Regions from separate parts of the Sus scrofa genome. Here all the other regions are linked to region 1. Evidence: chromatin contacts called from public Hi-C and promoter capture Hi-C data. All regions are on one chromosome and are shown on one strand. Each heading gives the region's core, a stretch centred on a gene start, on an enhancer-like site or on the middle of the called end of the contact. The rest is flanking DNA. Distances are from core to core; before and after follow the strand shown. Region 1 holds the start of GMPPB (GDP-mannose pyrophosphorylase B). Region 2 holds the start of CCDC71 (coiled-coil domain-containing protein 71). Region 3 holds the start of GNAI2 (G protein subunit alpha i2). Region 4 holds the start of SLC38A3 (sodium-coupled neutral amino acid transporter 3). Region 5 holds the start of C13H3orf62. Region 6 holds the start of RBM5 (RNA-binding protein 5).

What was found. Promoter capture Hi-C pulls out the DNA fragments that hold promoters and counts their contacts. Hi-C and Micro-C count contacts between places; a contact is called where the count stands out from the background.
Region 2: a contact with region 1 is called in a promoter capture Hi-C map of fetal liver, with 3 times the contacts expected there. The contact joins the promoter of CCDC71 here to the promoter of GMPPB in region 1. A contact is called at or near these places in 1 of 5 promoter capture datasets (fetal liver) and 1 of 47 Hi-C or Micro-C datasets (liver).
Region 3: a Hi-C map of liver shows a contact between it and region 1, with 6 times the contacts expected there. The contact joins the promoter of GNAI2 here to the promoter of GMPPB in region 1. A contact is called at or near these places in 1 of 5 promoter capture datasets (liver), 4 of 47 Hi-C or Micro-C datasets (embryonic fibroblasts, fetal skeletal muscle, liver and 1 more) and 2 of 2 datasets of contacts at active chromatin or transcription factors (alveolar macrophages and skeletal muscle).
Region 4: a contact with region 1 is called in a Hi-C map of liver, with 2.9 times the contacts expected there. The contact joins the promoter of SLC38A3 here to the promoter of GMPPB in region 1. A contact is called at or near these places in 2 of 5 promoter capture datasets (fetal liver and liver) and 1 of 47 Hi-C or Micro-C datasets (liver).
Region 5: a Hi-C map of liver shows a contact between it and region 1, with 2.9 times the contacts expected there. The contact joins the promoter of C13H3orf62 here to the promoter of GMPPB in region 1. A contact is called at or near these places in 1 of 5 promoter capture datasets (fetal liver) and 1 of 47 Hi-C or Micro-C datasets (liver).
Region 6: a promoter capture Hi-C map of liver shows a contact between it and region 1, with 4 times the contacts expected there. The contact joins the promoter of RBM5 here to the promoter of GMPPB in region 1. A contact is called at or near these places in 1 of 5 promoter capture datasets (liver) and 2 of 47 Hi-C or Micro-C datasets (embryonic fibroblasts and heart right ventricle).

The regions. Positions count from the first base shown.
Region 1 is chr13:32,251,850-32,254,520 of Sscrofa11.1, reverse strand. It overlaps GMPPB (GDP-mannose pyrophosphorylase B), which reads left to right and starts at 1,366. Exons shown (of 10, transcript NM_001244541.1): 1 at 1,366-1,491; 2 at 1,588-1,724; 3 at 1,850-1,930; 4 at 2,021-2,069; 5 at 2,208-2,350; 6 at 2,555-2,671. The coding sequence starts at 1,596. It overlaps IP6K1 (inositol hexakisphosphate kinase 1), which reads left to right. Exons shown (of 5, transcript XM_021068778.1): 5 at 1-1,006.
Region 2 is chr13:31,769,916-31,772,586 of Sscrofa11.1, reverse strand. CCDC71 (coiled-coil domain-containing protein 71) reads left to right here and starts at 1,327. Exons shown (of 2, transcript XM_005669536.3): 1 at 1,327-1,420.
Region 3 is chr13:32,711,531-32,714,201 of Sscrofa11.1, reverse strand. GNAI2 (G protein subunit alpha i2) reads right to left here and starts at 1,329. Exons shown (of 8, transcript NM_001123116.1): 1 at 1,212-1,329. The coding sequence starts at 1,329.
Region 4 is chr13:32,681,832-32,684,502 of Sscrofa11.1, reverse strand. SLC38A3 (sodium-coupled neutral amino acid transporter 3) reads right to left here and starts at 1,372. Exons shown (of 16, transcript XM_005669590.3): 1 at 1,112-1,372. The coding sequence starts at 1,198.
Region 5 is chr13:31,847,471-31,850,141 of Sscrofa11.1, reverse strand. C13H3orf62 reads left to right here and starts at 1,317. Exons shown (of 4, transcript XM_013981667.2): 1 at 1,317-1,389; 2 at 1,661-2,107. The coding sequence starts at 1,698. It overlaps USP4 (ubiquitin specific peptidase 4), which reads left to right. Exons shown (of 22, transcript NM_001243188.1): 22 at 132-887. The coding sequence ends at 290.
Region 6 is chr13:32,578,442-32,581,112 of Sscrofa11.1, reverse strand. It overlaps RBM5 (RNA-binding protein 5), which reads right to left and starts at 1,333. Exons shown (of 25, transcript XM_005669588.3): 1 at 1,019-1,333.

The DNA.
Region 1 (2,671 bases), core at 117-2,616:
GACCCCCTTGTTGGAACCTCTCCAGCCTGGGGATGTGCTGTACCTCCTGAGTTCCTATATTTTGGGAGCAGATGCTGCCCCCATTCTGCTCTTCATCACGAGAGGCTGTACCCACTTATAGTCAGCGTTTTCCTGGCATTGAGAAGAGCAGGGCTGGGATCTGCTGCTTCTCCCGCAGGGCAGGGTCCCTCCTTCTTTCAGCACTTTTAAACACTTGGGAGACCCAGCCTTGTTATCTGTTGAGTGGTGGGCATGCGCATCTGCACATGCTGTTTGCCACTATTTTGCCCTGCTCCATGCCAGAGAGCCCTGTCCCTGCCAGGCCCTGTTTCCCCAGCCCCAACTTGGGACCAAAGTGCAAGACGGGATCACTGGTTGGGGCGCTCAAGCGACCCCTCTGTGTAGTGCTTCCCTGGGCCAAGTCGACACCAGCCCCCTAGCGGGGTGGGATGGGCGGTGCTTAAAAGAAAGGGGACCAGTGTAGCAACATGCTGGGGACCCCACCCCTCTCATGTCCGGTCCTGTGCAGTGGGCGTGGGGTTTCTCCTAAGGGGCCAAAGGCCTGAGCTAGTTATGTAGCTGCTGCTCACTTGCTCACGGCTGGCCATGTGCACACTCCTAGATGCAGAATGCTTTGAACTTTAGAGCTGTTCAATTTGGTCTTTGTGCAGATTTAATGTTTTAGTGGAAAAAATTTGGGAGAATCCTGGGAAGGTCCTGGTTCCTTTGCTTCTCCGGGAACTGTAAGGCCTGGCCTCGAGGACCACTCTCTGCTCCACTTTGCTGGAAGCTGCCTAAGCCTGTCCACGCTGCCCGAGCCCTGCACCCGGATACTACACTTGGCTCCGGCCGTGTCCGGGCGCGGTTGCTTTTTCTTGGGACCTTGAGCGCGGGAGAGGGGGTGCTCGAGCCTTGGGCCGAACCTGCCCCTTTCCGTACACCTAGCGCTGCCCGCCCCGCTTGTGTCTGAGGTCGTGTATGTCAAAATAAAGCCGCTAGAAACTGAGGCGTGTCCGTGTCTTTGAAAAAAAAACAAACCCAGAAACTCGGGGTGGACTGGCCTAGCCCAGCCCGGCCTCCTCGCGCCCTCGGCCCCGCCCCAGTTCCTCCGGCAGGGCGGGGCCGGAAGCGGCTGGGGTGCGGCTGACCTGGGCCCGAGAGGACGGAAGCCTCGCCTGCGGCGCGAGCTCCGCCTTTGGATCCGCCAATGGCAAGCCGACCCGCGGATCCGGTCCCGGTCGCCATGGCAGCCAGGCGCGCTCCGCTCTCATTGGCTGAGTCTGCCGGAATACCGCGTCGCGGCGACCCGACGCCGATGGCCGTGCCACGTATGCCGCAGCTGATTGGCCCGCCCGGGCTCCCGTCATACACTGGCGGACGCCAGCCAGAGTTGGCAGCTCGCTGCTCTCGCTTCGGCGTCGCGTACTAGCTTGCCGCTGACTTGGACTTAGCGTCGACGCGGACTGGGCGGACAAGGCAGAACAAGAGTTGGTCAGTCTGGAGCGTGAAGGGAGCGGGAGGGTGTCATAGGGGTCGGCTGGGCGGGCCGCGGACACCTCGGAGCCCGGGACTCACTCTGGCCTCCAGCAGGCGCAATGAAGGCACTGATCCTGGTGGGTGGCTACGGGACGCGCCTGCGGCCGCTGACGCTAAGCATACCGAAGCCGCTGGTGGATTTCTGCAATAAGCCCATTTTGCTGCATCAAGTGGAGGCGCTGGCCTCGGTAAGGCCCAGGGACGGGGTCTTGGTGGGATTTGGCAGGGTGAGGGACGGCCAGCGACAGGAGGGCAGGGATCCCTGTGCCTTCGGCTGAGCCCGCCTGAAGGCCGGCACTGTTCATTCCCACAGGCAGGCGTGGATCACGTGATTCTGGCCGTGAGCTATATGTCTCAGATGTTGGAGAAGGAAATGAAAGCACAGGAGCAAAGGGTGAGGCACGGATTCTTGGCTTTTTCCCTTGGTCCCCGCTCAGCTTCCCACCCTAGTAGGAGAAACCTAACGGGGCCTTCTTCCTTCCAGCTAGGAATCCGAATCTCCATGTCCCATGAAGAGGAGCCTTTGGGAACAGGTCAGTAGAGACAAGAAGGTTCCTTGGGGAGGGTTTAGGGCCAGGAGAGGGGCAAGACTCTGTCTGCATGGGGCTTGCTGAGCCTGGGTCCAGAGGCTCAGACCTGGAAGATGATGGTGACCTCTTGCTCTTCCCCAGCTGGACCCCTGGCACTGGCCCGTGACCTGCTCTCTGAGACTGCGGAGCCTTTTTTTGTTCTGAACAGTGATGTGATCTGCGATTTTCCCTTCCAAGCCATGGTGCAGTTCCACCGCCACCATGGCCAAGAGGGCTCCATTCTGGTAAGGAAACAGGTCTTTCTTCTCCGATAACCCACCCCACCCCAGCCTCTCTCACCTCCCAGCTTTGAATTGCCCCAATGTTTTGGGTGCAGAACCATGCAGTATGTGCCTTTATGCATCTGGGGGCACAATCCCAGATATAAGACACCATGTACCTCAAGACTCAGGAGCCCTGGACTAGGTCTGAGGTCCCCCTGCACTCAGGTGACCAAAGTGGAGGAGCCCTCTAAGTATGGTGTGGTGGTGTGTGAGGCTGATACAGGCCGTATTCACCGGTTCGTGGAGAAGCCACAGGTGTTTGTGTCCAACAAGATCAATGCA
Region 2 (2,671 bases), core at 78-2,577, 480 kb after region 1:
GGGCCGGGGATCGAAACTGCACCACCACAGAGACAACAATGGATCTTAACCCATAGCACCACAGCAGGAACTCTGAATTTGCATTTCTTTCTGGACATCTTGACTGTGCGTGAAGGCACTGAAGACCCCACCATCAGTGCTGAGGCCCTGGGAAGCTCAGGGGCACAAGGTGAGGTCTAGGGTATGGTGTGTGTTTCTCTTTAGAGGTGCCCAGACCCCTCTGTAAGCAGCCAGAGAATCCTGGGGTTTTATGGGAAGGGAGGAGAGCTATTAACTAGCCCCCAGATGAAGCATTCATCCACCCTCCAGCTTCCACCTGGCCCCAGCTACCAAATTTGTACCACTCTACATGTTAGGACCAAAAGTTGTGACAGCATTTTTGCTTCGTAGCTCAGGAACTGAACAAGGTGCTAATTTCCCCACCATCTCATCCATGAAACAAGGGCTTCCAGGCTGGTTCTCATCCTGGTATGGGGGGCCCCTAACCAAGAGGTGACTTAGGTTAGAGCACTAGAGACCATTCTGGCCCCCCTCAGACTCCTAGTGTTAATTTTCCCCTATATCCTCTCATCTGGTGCTGTTTGGGTGGTGAACCCATCTGCTGGCCCCCAGGTTATAGATGGAAAGATAGGCCCCAGTCTCTCAGACCAAAGAACAGAAATTTGGGCACAGTTAAGACTTGAGGGAAGGCTTCCTGCCATTGAGGGAGCTGAAGCTGGACCAGGATCCTCCCACCACAACTGTCTGCATGTTCCTAAGCAAACATACTCGGGCCCACACTGTTATATTAGGACTCTCAGATTGGACACGCCTATAACTTTGGGCTTATATGCAACATGTGTGCACACCAGCCTTTCATACCACATGTGGTGGCCCCCATTCTCAGGAAGAGAAGGCCTACTGCCCTCAGAAGCTGTACCCCTGCTACAAAATAAAGGGGCTCCTGTGCAACACTCCCAGGCAGAGTGCACTCCTTTCACCCTCTGGTCAGGCAAATGGGACAGAGACAGACCTTGTCAGTAGCTCATGGGGATACTAGAGGGTGAAGGATGGCTTGGACCTTACCAGGATACCCTCCCTGGTAAGATGTCACTGAACCATCAGGCCCCTCAGAGAGGGTGTTAGGCCCCTAATCCAAGCTAGTCTGGGCTCTGGTGCAGTCCTGCCTCGGGCAGCGTCAGAAAGCACCTCTGCCCCTCAAACTCCTGCACAGGCCCCCAAGAGTTTAGGGTAGTTTTCGTTGCCACCTCCTCCAGGAAGTCTTCCTCGGTTCTTACTTGTTCCGCCCCCAGACTTTGGGGGAAACGGGGTCTCGAGGGGTCAAGGGTCACTGGGGCGGGCCAGGTCCCGGAAGCGGAAGCGCGGCGTACTTCCGGTGCGCAGCGGGCGGCCATGTTGGAGCAGCGGAGGCGGCGCAGAGGTGCGTCTTGGGTCCTTGCGGCGGCGCCGGTAGGTTGGGGCCGTGGGCCTAGCCACGCCGCGGAGGGGCCGTCCGCGAGGCGGCAGGGCGGATGGGCCGGGCGGCTGGCTCCTTCGGGACCTGCGCCCTCTGCCGGCCCGGCCGAGATCCCCAACCCCCACCCCGTGCCCAACGACCCCACCCTGGGGCTGTGCGACCCGGTCGGGCTCCCACCGCCCGCCCCGTACATTTCGCTGCCTCCAAGACCCCCGCTCCTACCCTCGGCTCGGACCCCAGGGACGCGGACTCCCAGCCTGAGGGTCCTGGTCTGCCCCCTCCCTGGTTCCACTTGGATGGGGCCTATCCCGTCCCACGTCGTTCACCAGCTTCCCCTGCCGGTCTCGGGGGCAGGTGTGAAGGGAGGTCAGGGGTCAGGCTGCAGTGTCTTGGAACTCCCAGAGGACCGCTCCCAAGGGCCCAGACCGACCTGGGCGGAAGAGCCCCCCAGTTCACCCCCAATATGTGTTCTTGGAGGTAGTGGGCCCCTCCTTACTGTACAGTTCTCAGCTTTGGAAACTACAATCCCTGGAAAAAAATAAAATAAAAGAACTAAAGTCACATGCGAGGATTGTACTTGGAGAATGGCCTCTAGAGAGGGGAGGTGCCTAGACACCTGAGGATCAAAGAATGTTTCCAAACAAAGAGCCCCAGGGCACTTCCTCCAGGGAATTCGGAATAATTCCTCTGCTCCACTAGGGCGGAGGAAGACACTGCACAGACGCACCTCCTGGCCCTAGGGACTTGCCTCATCTCAGTTGATCTTTTAATGCTCTGGTGGAACTGTGTGGTGCTGGGTTGGGCTAGTCATGATTGAGAGCTCACAGCTTCAGAGAAGCCTGGACAACTTGGGTCTTCTCAGACAGCTCCAAATGAGCTGAACTAGGTCTGCAGCCCAAGCCCTAGTTAGGATACCTCAAATCTCTAGTGTCTACTATCTTAACCATTTTACTTGGAGTCATTGGCTCCCATTGTCAGATTTTGGACTCTTGGTCTGGCTGCTTGGCTCCTGGCTGCCTAACTTTCTAGAGCTGTGTTATTAGTACCTGCTACTCATCATCTTTTTAGTTTTTATTGAAAGAGAGCCTGGCTCTTTCCTTAAGATTAGTCTCCATGGCTCTAGTGCCAGGAATTGGACCCTGTCTGGGAACTTGGAAAGCAGAACTTCTGATAGACAGGGAGCCTCCACCCTGGGCCCCTGAACAGCAGTAGCTG
Region 3 (2,671 bases), core at 80-2,579, 460 kb before region 1:
TCAACCAGCTGGTCCACCACTCCCTCCCTCGCAGGGCAAGATCCGACAAGCCCACCTACTCCCAGAGGCCATGTCCCAGGCCGCTGGGCCCAGAAGGGGTGTGGGAGGCCCACACCCGTCAGCAGATCTCCTTGGCCTGCCCGCCGGGGGCAGCAATATGTCGGCTGTCTCACCACTTCCACTTCCCCCCACCCCTCAAGCAGCCACCATCTTCCCTGGCCTTGGAGGCCACGCAACCCGAACTCCTCCACACTCCTTCCTACTCCCAGACACCCCCTCCCCCCACCCACCGGCCCAGACAGGGCTTAGAAACTAGGAAGCAGATAGACAGCCCGCAGAACTCTCTGGGAAGCTTGAGGCCTGGTCCCCTCCCGGATGTGACCAAGTGGAGCCTCAGTCCAGCCCCCTAGGTGTCTGGGGCCTGTCTTCCCAGCTCAGCCTACCTGGTGCAGGAAGAGTGGGGGAATCTAGAAAAGACCAGAGTGTGAGAGAGGACTTAAGAGCTGGGGAGCAGAGGATCTGAGGTGAGATGCATGCAGAGAGGGAGTCGGTGAGGCAGAGGCAGAGCAGGGAGCAGGGGGGGGTCTCTAAAGGCTGGAGGGAGAGCTTATTAAGTAATCATCTCATTTGATAAGTTCAAACCAAAATCCCACTTGAGAGGTCTCTTGGGGTCAAGGTGCACAGGTGGAGGATATAGGGTCTAGAATGAAGATGAGGCACAGAGGGTAAAGGAGGGAGTGAGTGGGGGCCTGGGAGGGGCCCCTGGAGATACTCATGCCCAATAGGAAGAGGGGGAGCTAGTGAGGGAACAGGTGGTGCCTGAGGATGGGGTCTGAATGGGATTCTGGGGGTTTGGGTAAAGTCTAGGTAAGGATGTAAAGACAAGGCAGAGGCTCCGAAGGTCTATGAGGCTGGTCAGTAAGGGTGGATGGTCAGACAGAATTCTGGGCAGCGGATGTTGAGGCACCAGTGTCTGGGTTTGGGGGCCCGGGGTTTGGGATGAGTTGAGTCTGATCTAGAGTCTGGGCTCTGGATCTGAGAGGTCTAGGCCAACCCTGAGTTTTGATCCATTATTTATTTGTATGTCCTTGCCAGGCGGGTCTACGGGGTTAAGTCCAGGCCGAGTGTGGGAGTTCGAAACACTAGTCCGCAGGTCAAAGTAGGGAATTTGGGTAGGGAATCAGGGGTCCCAGCGCAGGACGCGGCCTCACCCAAGAGCAGCAACTTCACCTCCCGCGCCGCCTTCTCGCCGTCTTCCCGCAGGTTCTTGTCGATCATTTTGGAGCGCTCGGCCGCCGCCTTGTCCTCAGCGCTCACGGTGCAGCCCATCCCGCCGTCCGCCGGCCCGGCCGCTGCCCGGCCACCACACGGCCCCGGCCCGGCTCGGCCCCGCCCGACCCACTCGGCTCCCGCCGCCGCCGGCCCTCTACGGGTAGCTCTCGGGTCCGCAGTTCCGAGCGTCTGCAGGCGGTGCCTTCCAGGCCGCCGCGCACCGACGGCAGGGCGGGCCGGGGGTGGGGCCCGAGCTAGTCTGGCCGAGGACTGGGCCGGGGCGGGCCCGGAGGCGGGGCCACAGGAGACCCGGGGTCAGTGATTGGCTCGAGGGAGAAGTTAGGCGCAGCCCAAACTCGGTGCGGGCTGAAGGCGGAGCCACGCCAAGGGATAGCTGTAGGGGTAGAGCCTAGCACAGAAGCTTTGATCGCAGGCGGGGCCGGGCTCCGATTGGGTGCGGAGCGCCTGGAGCTCCGCTGCCCGACGGCGGGGGCGGGCGGATCTCGTAGCCCGAGGATGAGGATCCGGTGCACCTCGCGGGCCAAGCAGGAACCAGCCCTCCAAGCTTCTGAGAGTCGAGCGAGATGAGTAGAGGAGGCGTGTCTTCGTCATTTGTTAAAGTTAATGAACCCAATAAACTTGTTTTGGGATCTACAGCGCCCCGGAGGCTCTCTGGACTGCCGCTTTTCTTCGTCTTAAAGTGGGTTTGGCCCCTTCTCTCTCAAAGCTGCAGTTAAAAAAAGAGAGATAGAGACAGAGAGGAGTTCCTGTCGTGGCTCAGCGGAAAGGAATCTGATTTGTACCCACGAGGACGCAGGTTCGATCCCTAGCCTCGCTCAGTGTGTTAAGGATCCTGCGTTGCTGTGAGCTGTGGTGTTGGTTGCAGATGCGGCTCGGATCCGGCATTGCTGTGGCTGTGGCGTAGGCGGGCAGCTGCAGCTCCAATTTAACCCCTAGCCTGGGAACCTGTATATGCACCAGGTGCGGCCCTAAAAAGACAGAAAAAGAAAAAGAAGAAAGAGAAAAAGGTCTAATGCCACCTTTGCCCAGACTATCTCATTCAACTGGGATAACTTCTCTAATCATCCAAGACATCCATCCTTTTCTGATTTTCTGGGAGGTATTCTCCTGCAGGTAGCCATCCTGGGACTCCAACCTGGGACCCAGCAAGCATGACCCAAAGAGGAGAGAGAGAGGGAAAAAGATAGGGAGAGATGTCACCTGATGCAACGAGGCCCCAGTTCAAAGACAAGGAAGGTTCACAAAGCCAGGAAGGGAACTGGCCACCAATATTTGGTCATCAATGCTTGGCCACCCACAGTCTTTTTCAGCATAGACTTCCTCCTCACCATGTTGGCACACACCTTGCTTCAGCTCCCTTGTGTGTGTGTGTGTGTGT
Region 4 (2,671 bases), core at 123-2,622, 430 kb before region 1:
AGGTCTCTGAGTTGCCCCCTTTACCCCCGAAAGACTCTGCCCTCACTTCCCTGAAGCCAGAAGAGGCTCTTCACCAAGAGGAGTGGGAGCAGGGCCTCAGTGAAGGGTGCCTTCCGTGGGGGATTTTCAGACATCACTCAGGACAAGGGACTTCTTTTCTGCCTGCCTCGCCCTTCCCAAGCAGAGGTGGGATAGGGTGAGGACAGACATTCCCTATATCAATTCTATCTTTACTCCCAAATATTCAGAAGAGATTGCGGGTAGACAAGTGTTGGGGCAGTGAGGACAGGGGTGGAGCCGGGCTCGGCTGGTGCTCAGCCTTGCCTGGATCCCCCTGGCCATGCCCCCTTTCCTTATTTCTAAGGAATAGGAGACAGCTGTGTCTGCCCATGGGCAGTGAGGCCTGGGACTTGGTGCCTTGGGGAAGGGGTTTCTAGGGTGGCCAGGTTCTTGGCAGGAAGCTCCTATCCCACCCTTGCCTGCTTCTCCCCTAAGGCCTTGGTGCTCAGAGGTGGGTGGTGGGTGTTAAGGCCCCCCCTTCAGGGATGCTGGGGGAGGCCTTGACCTTGGGGGTGAATTGGGGCGGGGGTGTTCGTAGAACAGCTGTGTCACTTGCTTCTCAGCCACTGGCTCTGATCCGATTAATCCATGGCCTCTGCTGTTCCTAGCCAAGCTAGTCTCTGTCTCATGTATGCCCCCCTCCCCGGTGTTGGGAAAGAACCACAACCCTCCCCTGCCCTCGGAGTCAGGACTCCAGAATTCTCTTCCTCCTGACTCATGGCACCACCACAGCCAAGCCCTAGCACACCTCAGTTTCTCTCTGTGTTACACGAAATGGCTCTGTCCTTTCCCCTGGCTTCAGGGAGTGGGTGAAGGGGAAGCTGTGAGCAAAGGGCAGGGGACTCAGCTTTGGCTAAGAGTGCCAGGGGCCTGGGAGGACTAAAGAGAAAGGCATTAGGATGGTGGCATCCTTGAAAACCTAAACTACCCAAGCTCCTTCCCTGTTGATGGCTGAGAAACAGGAAGGGACTGGCTCTCCCTCTTGATCTGGAGCTGGTGTAATCCCCAGATCACAGCTTACCTTGGTTATAAGAGACCCCAAGACTCTTACCTTCCAAAGGGCCTTGAGGACTGCCGGTGGGACAGAGTCACATAGGAGAGGCGCTGAGCAGCATTTCAATCTGCCCCCACCTCCCATCTCCAGATACCCTGGATGCTAACAGAAGCCATTTGCCAAGGGTTGGGTGTTCCCACTGGCAGTTCCTGAGGAGCCAGGCCTGGCTTCAAGGTCACTCATCATGTGGGTGTTGGGGTCCTCAATCCAAACTGGAAGAAGCAGGGACTGGCTGGGCTGGGCTGCTGTGGGAGGCACCAAGGCAGCGTGATGTGGGGTCCCTGGGCGGGCCAGTTGTGGCCAGGCTGGGGGAGGGGCTGCCTGTTTGTTGATGCTAGGCCTGGGCCCCAGCCAGGGCAAACACAGCTCGGAGGCCTTTCCCGCCACCTGCCGAATCTCCCAACCCAGCCCGAGGTGGCTGGACATCTGGCAGCCGTTACGGGGCTCTGAGAGGTACCAGGCGCCTTCTGCCAGAGGCCAGAGGGAATATCCATCCACATAGCTGCAGCACTGGGGGCAGCCACGTGGAGTGGAAGGTGGAGGAAGTTTTATCTCAGCCTTCAGCCGGGCCCCCTGCCTCTGCTCCCTCATCTCCAGAAACTGCTAAACACACAAGGCAGAACTTAGGGTCCCAGGATCTCCCAGACCCTCCTTCCAGGGTCCCGGCAGCCCTTTGCTCTGTTCCTCCCTCTTTAGTCACATCTTCTCAACCTCCAGCTAGGTAGGCTCCTCTCACCATGCCAGCACCTCCCCTGGCACACCATCTACACAGAAACCCCAGACCCTCTCTCTCTCTCTCTCTTTTGTTTTGCTTTTTAGGGCCACGCTTGCAGCATATGGAGGTTCCCCAGGCTAGGGGTCTAATCAGAGCTACAGCTGCAGGCCTACGCCACAGCCACAGCAATGCCAGATCTGAGCCACATCTACGACCTGCACCACAGCTTAACCCACTGATCGAGGCCAGGGACTGAACCTGCAACCTCATGGTTACTAGTTGGATTTGTTTCTCCTGCGCCACAATGGGAACTCCCAGACCCTCTTTTACAGTGGAGCTCCATCTTCACCTCCAACCCAGTCCTCCCCAGAGCCTAGCATCTTTATCCACCAGCTCCCTGGACACACTGCAAGCACCTGTCTCGCACCCAGCTGGCTTCCCTGACATCCTCCCAACCTGCTCCTCTTCCCAGTTGGCCTCTTCATCCCCCACTGCCTGGTTGGCCGCACACGTTCCTGTCCCACCTCCTTGGCGAACTCTCACTTGTTCCTCAAAGCCCAAATGAAAGGTCACCTCTGAGAATCCTGCCTGAGCCCCCAGGAAGAACCAGCTCTCCCTGTACTTACTGCAGCTGCTTTCATCACCCCACTGCATGGCCACAGCCTCAGTGTCTCTGGGTGCGCCTGTCTTTTCCTCTAGACAGGAAAGCTCTTGCCAGGTTAGCTCTAAAAGCAGCTCAGGAAAAACCTGATGGAGAAGCAATCTGTGGCATTGGCTCTGCCAAGGGGAGGAAAGGCACATGCCAGGGTGGGGAAGAGAGGGCACTGTGGGTGGAAGAAACC
Region 5 (2,671 bases), core at 68-2,567, 400 kb after region 1:
CTCGGTCACTTCAGTGTGTGGCTGAACAGGGAAAGATCCTTGAGAGAGGTGTGTTTTGAACAGAGAAAAGGTGGGGGGAAATGGGTGATTTTTCCAACCAGTGAATGGACATTTCCCCTCTTGTGTTTTAGACAAAAGCAGCTTACGTGCTATTTTACCAGCGTCGAGATGATGAGTTTTATAAGGCACCTTCACTCAGTTTTCCTGGATCGTCTGATGGAGGAACGAGACCAGGAAGCTCACAGCAAGGCATGGGGGATGATGAGACTTGCAGCATGGACACCAACTGATGTTGCTTCATGACCCTGCACCACAGCACCAGTGTAATCCCCCAGGAGAACACCTTTGACACTGAAGACTGCTAGTGTTTCCTCTAAAAACCAGATGAGGAAATTTCCTTCTCTTATGAACAGAAGGAAAAAAAAGACCGTTTTTGCTCAGAAGGGTTATACCAAGAGGCTGAATTATTTTTCTTTCTATATAGGTGGCGAGAAATTTCTGTAAGCCTTTGGAGCTGCAGAGTGGGGGTTGGGGGTGTAGCACAATGGAGTATATCTGATGGATTCCAAAGAACAGAGAGGAACACACTGTAATTGAGTTTGGTGCAGCCATGAAGACCTGCCACGAGCTGCCCTGAGTTCTTGGATTTCTAATTCTGGTGCTGATTACTGGTCCCCCCAGTAGTCTGCCTGCAGTAAACTAAGCCTCGAGTAAACTTGATGTCATCCCCTTCTCCCTTACTGTGCACTGAGATGGGTTTATCATTCTCTAAAAATTAGCCACTGAGATGCATTTTTGTATCCCTTTGAGTCATGGAATTTCCAGCTTTCTTCTCCCTAATGAAATGAAGATATTTGGTATTAGGGTTTCCTGCCCCTTAATCGCCTATGGAACCTTGTACTTGTGTCATGTCTCCCAGCATCCTTGATGAATTGAGGCAGTGTGATACCCTGTGACATTTTTATTAGATATCACTTAGAAGTCAGTATGTGAAACTGCTGGGTACTGTGTCCCATACAGTACCTTTGGTGGGTTGAGAAGAGAAACTTTTCCCGGCGTTGACTTCGGTTAGAACCAGCCAGTTCTCTCCACCCCTGCCCCACCACGCTCCCATGACCCATTTCATCGCGGTGAGGAACCCGTTGTTCACTCGTCACTGGGGCCCTTCCCCTTCAGTCTGCGTGAGTTCTAAGAACAAGGTCATCCGGGTCTTTTTTTGTTTCTTTGTTTGACCTTTCACCTGAGCCGTGGGGGTTGGGCCTTCCGTCATCGATCTGGTCACGCGGGCGACCGTTGGCAGGGGAGGTGGTGCAGTCTCACTCGCTCGCTGCTTGGTGAGGACGCGGCTGCGGGTCTGCGCCTGAGGGCCGGCCGGGGTGCGGTGTGGAGGTGGGCCAGGGCCTGAGAGGGAAGGCTTTGCGGGCTGAGCCGAGGGCCAGGGCTCTAGTCCGATCGATCGCAGGTTACTCCCCGAGAACTGCGGGCCTCACCCGCCCCTACGGGTAGGGTGGGAGGGCAGCGCCGGGAGTGTTCCCCTGCTCTCTGGCCTGTGTCGTGCGTCAAACTCAAGGAAATCAGAAACTGTGGCGAACACCACATTCGGGGGTGGTTTACCTCCTCATATGTAACAGTATTCTCACATTGCTCTGTGCATTTCCAGTGAATTACACAATAAAGACGGGTCGCTTTTAAGGGAGATGTCTGAAAAACTGAGAAGATGCAGAAAGGAGCTGACTGCGGCCATTGACCGGGCCTTTGAAGGGGTCAGTCATTCCCAGGAGTGCTCAGGCCCGCTGAGGCTGGAGCTGGACGCGGTGCGACTTCCCTTCCCCCTCCCCGTGCACCGGCTCCTCTGCAGGAGGAAACCGCTGGCAGCCTGCTCCTCTGTGGCTCCTTTCTCTCCTGTCCCTTGTGACCCTGAGAATGAGAGCCCTGTCTTTGCACCAAACCCTGCTCCTGTGACTGCAAAGCCGCAGGCTCTATGTCCCCAAAGAAAACCTCTGACCAGCAAGGAAAACATACTGATGCATTCCTCCATTTTGGCACCTGAAAGACAGCTTTGGAGAGCAGTAGGAGATGGGGAGAACTGGAGAAAAGACTGTTTAAGGTGATTCCGATCTGATAGTTTAATAGCTTCAACTAAGGGAATCTTGTATCTGAAAAAAATTGTTGAAGATTCTAAATTGAGGCCGTAACACTGCTTTTGCCTCTCCTTGGAAGCTCTATGACTTCTGAGGAGAAGTTTGCAGGCAGTCTTCAGGAAATGTGTGTGTGTTTGTTTTTAAAGGGTGAGGGATCCTAGATGTCTAGCAAATCTTGGAAACCACTCTGCAGTACCAAAACGGGGAGTGAATGTTAAAGAACCTGGTTTTATTTACTTTTGGTTTTTTTTGCCATTTCTTGGGCCCCTCCCTGCGGCACATGGAGTTTCCCAGGCTAGGGGTCTAATCGGAGCTGTAGCTGCCGGCCTTCGCCAGAGCCACAGCAATGCCAGATCTGAGCCACGTCTGCGACCTACACCACAGCTCACGGCAACGCCGGATCCTTAACCCACTGAGCAAGGCCAGGGATCGAACCCGCAACCGCGTGGTTTCTACTCTGATTCGTTAACCACTGAGCCATGACGGGAACTCCAAAAAACCTGGTTTTAAAAGTCATCTTAGGCTACAGC
Region 6 (2,671 bases), core at 84-2,583, 330 kb before region 1:
ATTCATTTCCTGCTCCTACTCTAGGATTACAATGCAAAAAGGGCACAGCTGCAATCAGCTCTCTGTGTTCTGGATCAAGGCAACTCCAACCGGGTAGTTAAAACATTAATCAAAGTATCTTTATTAATAAAAGGAGCAAAATGAAGTTTAAAAATTACTGATAAAAAACTTAAAATCTTTCAGAAACCCGATGCTGAGCTGACTGAAATCTACTCCATTTATAACGCAACGGCTGGTCCAAAGCTGTTTCAATCAGACAAGAGCAAACCTCGACATGACTTAATTCCTAGGTAACAATAACCACCCCAGAGGCTGCCAGCCTGGCCCCGCGGCGCACAGGGAGTGATACAACATCACACAGCTAGACGGCGTTCGATGTGTGTAAGGTCCGAGAAACTAGTTACAGCCGTCCCTGGCGCCTGTTCAAAGAACATCTGCTGAATTAATAAATGGAAAAGAACCATCTGGGAGAAACAAGGCATTGGGTATAATCTCTGATGCAGCCCCTGATCGCCTGGGCAGTGCCCGGACCCACCTCCGTGGGGTGTCGCGGCTGAGATGGCGGCGCCACGGCCTGCGAGACCGACTCAGGCGTCCTGCTTTCTCTTCCTGCCTGCACACGCGCCTTCCCCCAAGAGATTCCCAGCCCGAAGATCAGCCTTCACCTAACAGCTTTCACCGAAGCTGCGGGGCGATGGCGGCTGGAGACTACCAGGGCGCCCCTGAGAAGTACCCGAAACAGACGACGATTCAGTTCAGCTGGGGAGTCAGAAACACGTCCCGGTAGGGGTACACTCAAAGCCCGAAAGAAGCGGGCCTCGAACTGGGCGGCAGAACGCCCTCTGAAAGTTGACAACGCTGGTGGCGAGGAGGGGCGCGGCCCTCCAAAGCCTCTGGTAGCCCTTCGGGAGATCTGGCTGGGGCTGATGGGCCGCCGCCCGCGGCTGACAGGAAGGCTCTACAGAGTCTACCCCAAGAGCAGAAACTTCCAGTCATTACGGGTGGATGCCGCACTTACCCCCAAGAAAGACAGAAGTAGCAGCAGTAGCGGTTTTATGCTCCAGATTTGCAGCAGGGTCCACCGCTTCACAAAATGGCGCCTCCGTCGAAGGCCGTCTCCTACCCACAGTACCTCGCGCCTATCCCTTCCCCTCCTCCCCCGCCTCCTAAGGAGAAGTCCAATCCAGAAGGTTTTTGGCTGAGCGAGGGCTGCTGGGAAGTGTGGTCGCTAGGGCAGCCTGTCACTTAACTACGCCCAGTGTCAATTTCCTGCGTATTTCTCTTTCTTCAAAACCACCGCCAAGTCCTCAATCTGTCTTTTGCAGAACTCTCACCTTTATTAGGCAAAGTAATTATTTGCCTTGGCTACAAAGGTCTTAGAGAGTACAGTTTGCTTTCACTGATAGGATGTAAACCATCACGATTAATCTGGCTTTAAGAGAAGGAACATAGGTTGATTGCCTATTGCATCATTGAAAAGTAGATTAGATTATTGGGCCACAACCTTTACAAATAATATATTTTTATTTTAATGACCTAGGAAGTGAGTATTAAACCCATTTACAAGTGAGGAAATTGAGGTTTATGGAAATTAAGATTTTTTTTTCTTTTTTAGGACCCCACCCTGCATCATAGAGAAATTTCCAGGCTAGGGGTCCAGTCGGAGCTACAGCTGCTGGTCTACCCCACAGCCACAGCAATGTGGGATCCGAGCCCCCGTCTGCGACCTACATCACAGTTCAAGGCGACAACATATGCTTAACCTGCTGACCTTAACCCACTGAGCAACGCCAGGGATTGAACCTGCATCCTCATGGATGCTATTGGGTTCATTACCACTGAGTCCCGCGGGAAATTCAAGACGACTTTTTTTTTTTTTTTTTTTTTTTTTTTTTTTTTGGTCTTTTAAAGGGCCACACCCGCAGCATATGGAGGTTCCCAGGCTAGGGGTCTAATCAGAGCTGTACCCACCGGCCTACAATAGCAACACCAGATCTGAGCTGCTTCTGCGACTTAGGCCTCAGCTCAGGGCAACTCGGGATCCTTAATCCACTGAGCTAGGCCAGGGATGGGACCGGAAATCTCATGGTTCCTAATCAGATTCCTTTCCGCTGCACCACAACGGGAACTCCTGAAGACTATTCTTGAAGGCAGTCCAGAATATCATTCCATTAATATTAGTCTAAGGCAAGGGCTCAGGGAAGTTATATACCAGGGTTATTTTAAGAGTTATTACTTGGCCTTCCTTTTTTCTTTCTTTCTTTTTCTTTTTCTTTTTTTTTTTGTCTTTTTCCTTTTCTAGGGCTGCTCCTGCAGCATATGGCAGTTCCCAGGCTAGGGGTCTAATAGGAGCTATGGCCACCCGCCTACAGCAACGTGGGATCTGAGCCGCATCTGCAACCTACACCACAGCTCACTGCAACACTAGATTCTTAACCCACTGAGCAAGGCCAGGGATGGAACCTGCAACCTCATGGTTCCTAGTTGGATTCATTAACCACTGCACCACACCGGGAACTCCTGCTTGGTCTTCTTTCTAAGAGCATCTCGAAGTTAACAGCCAAAACCAACCTTGTCTCCTTCACAGCCTTCCCTGGACTGTGAGTGGCAATTCCCTGCTTCCAGTTACTCAGGACAAAAACCTTAGAGTCATCCATGACTCCTTTTTCCT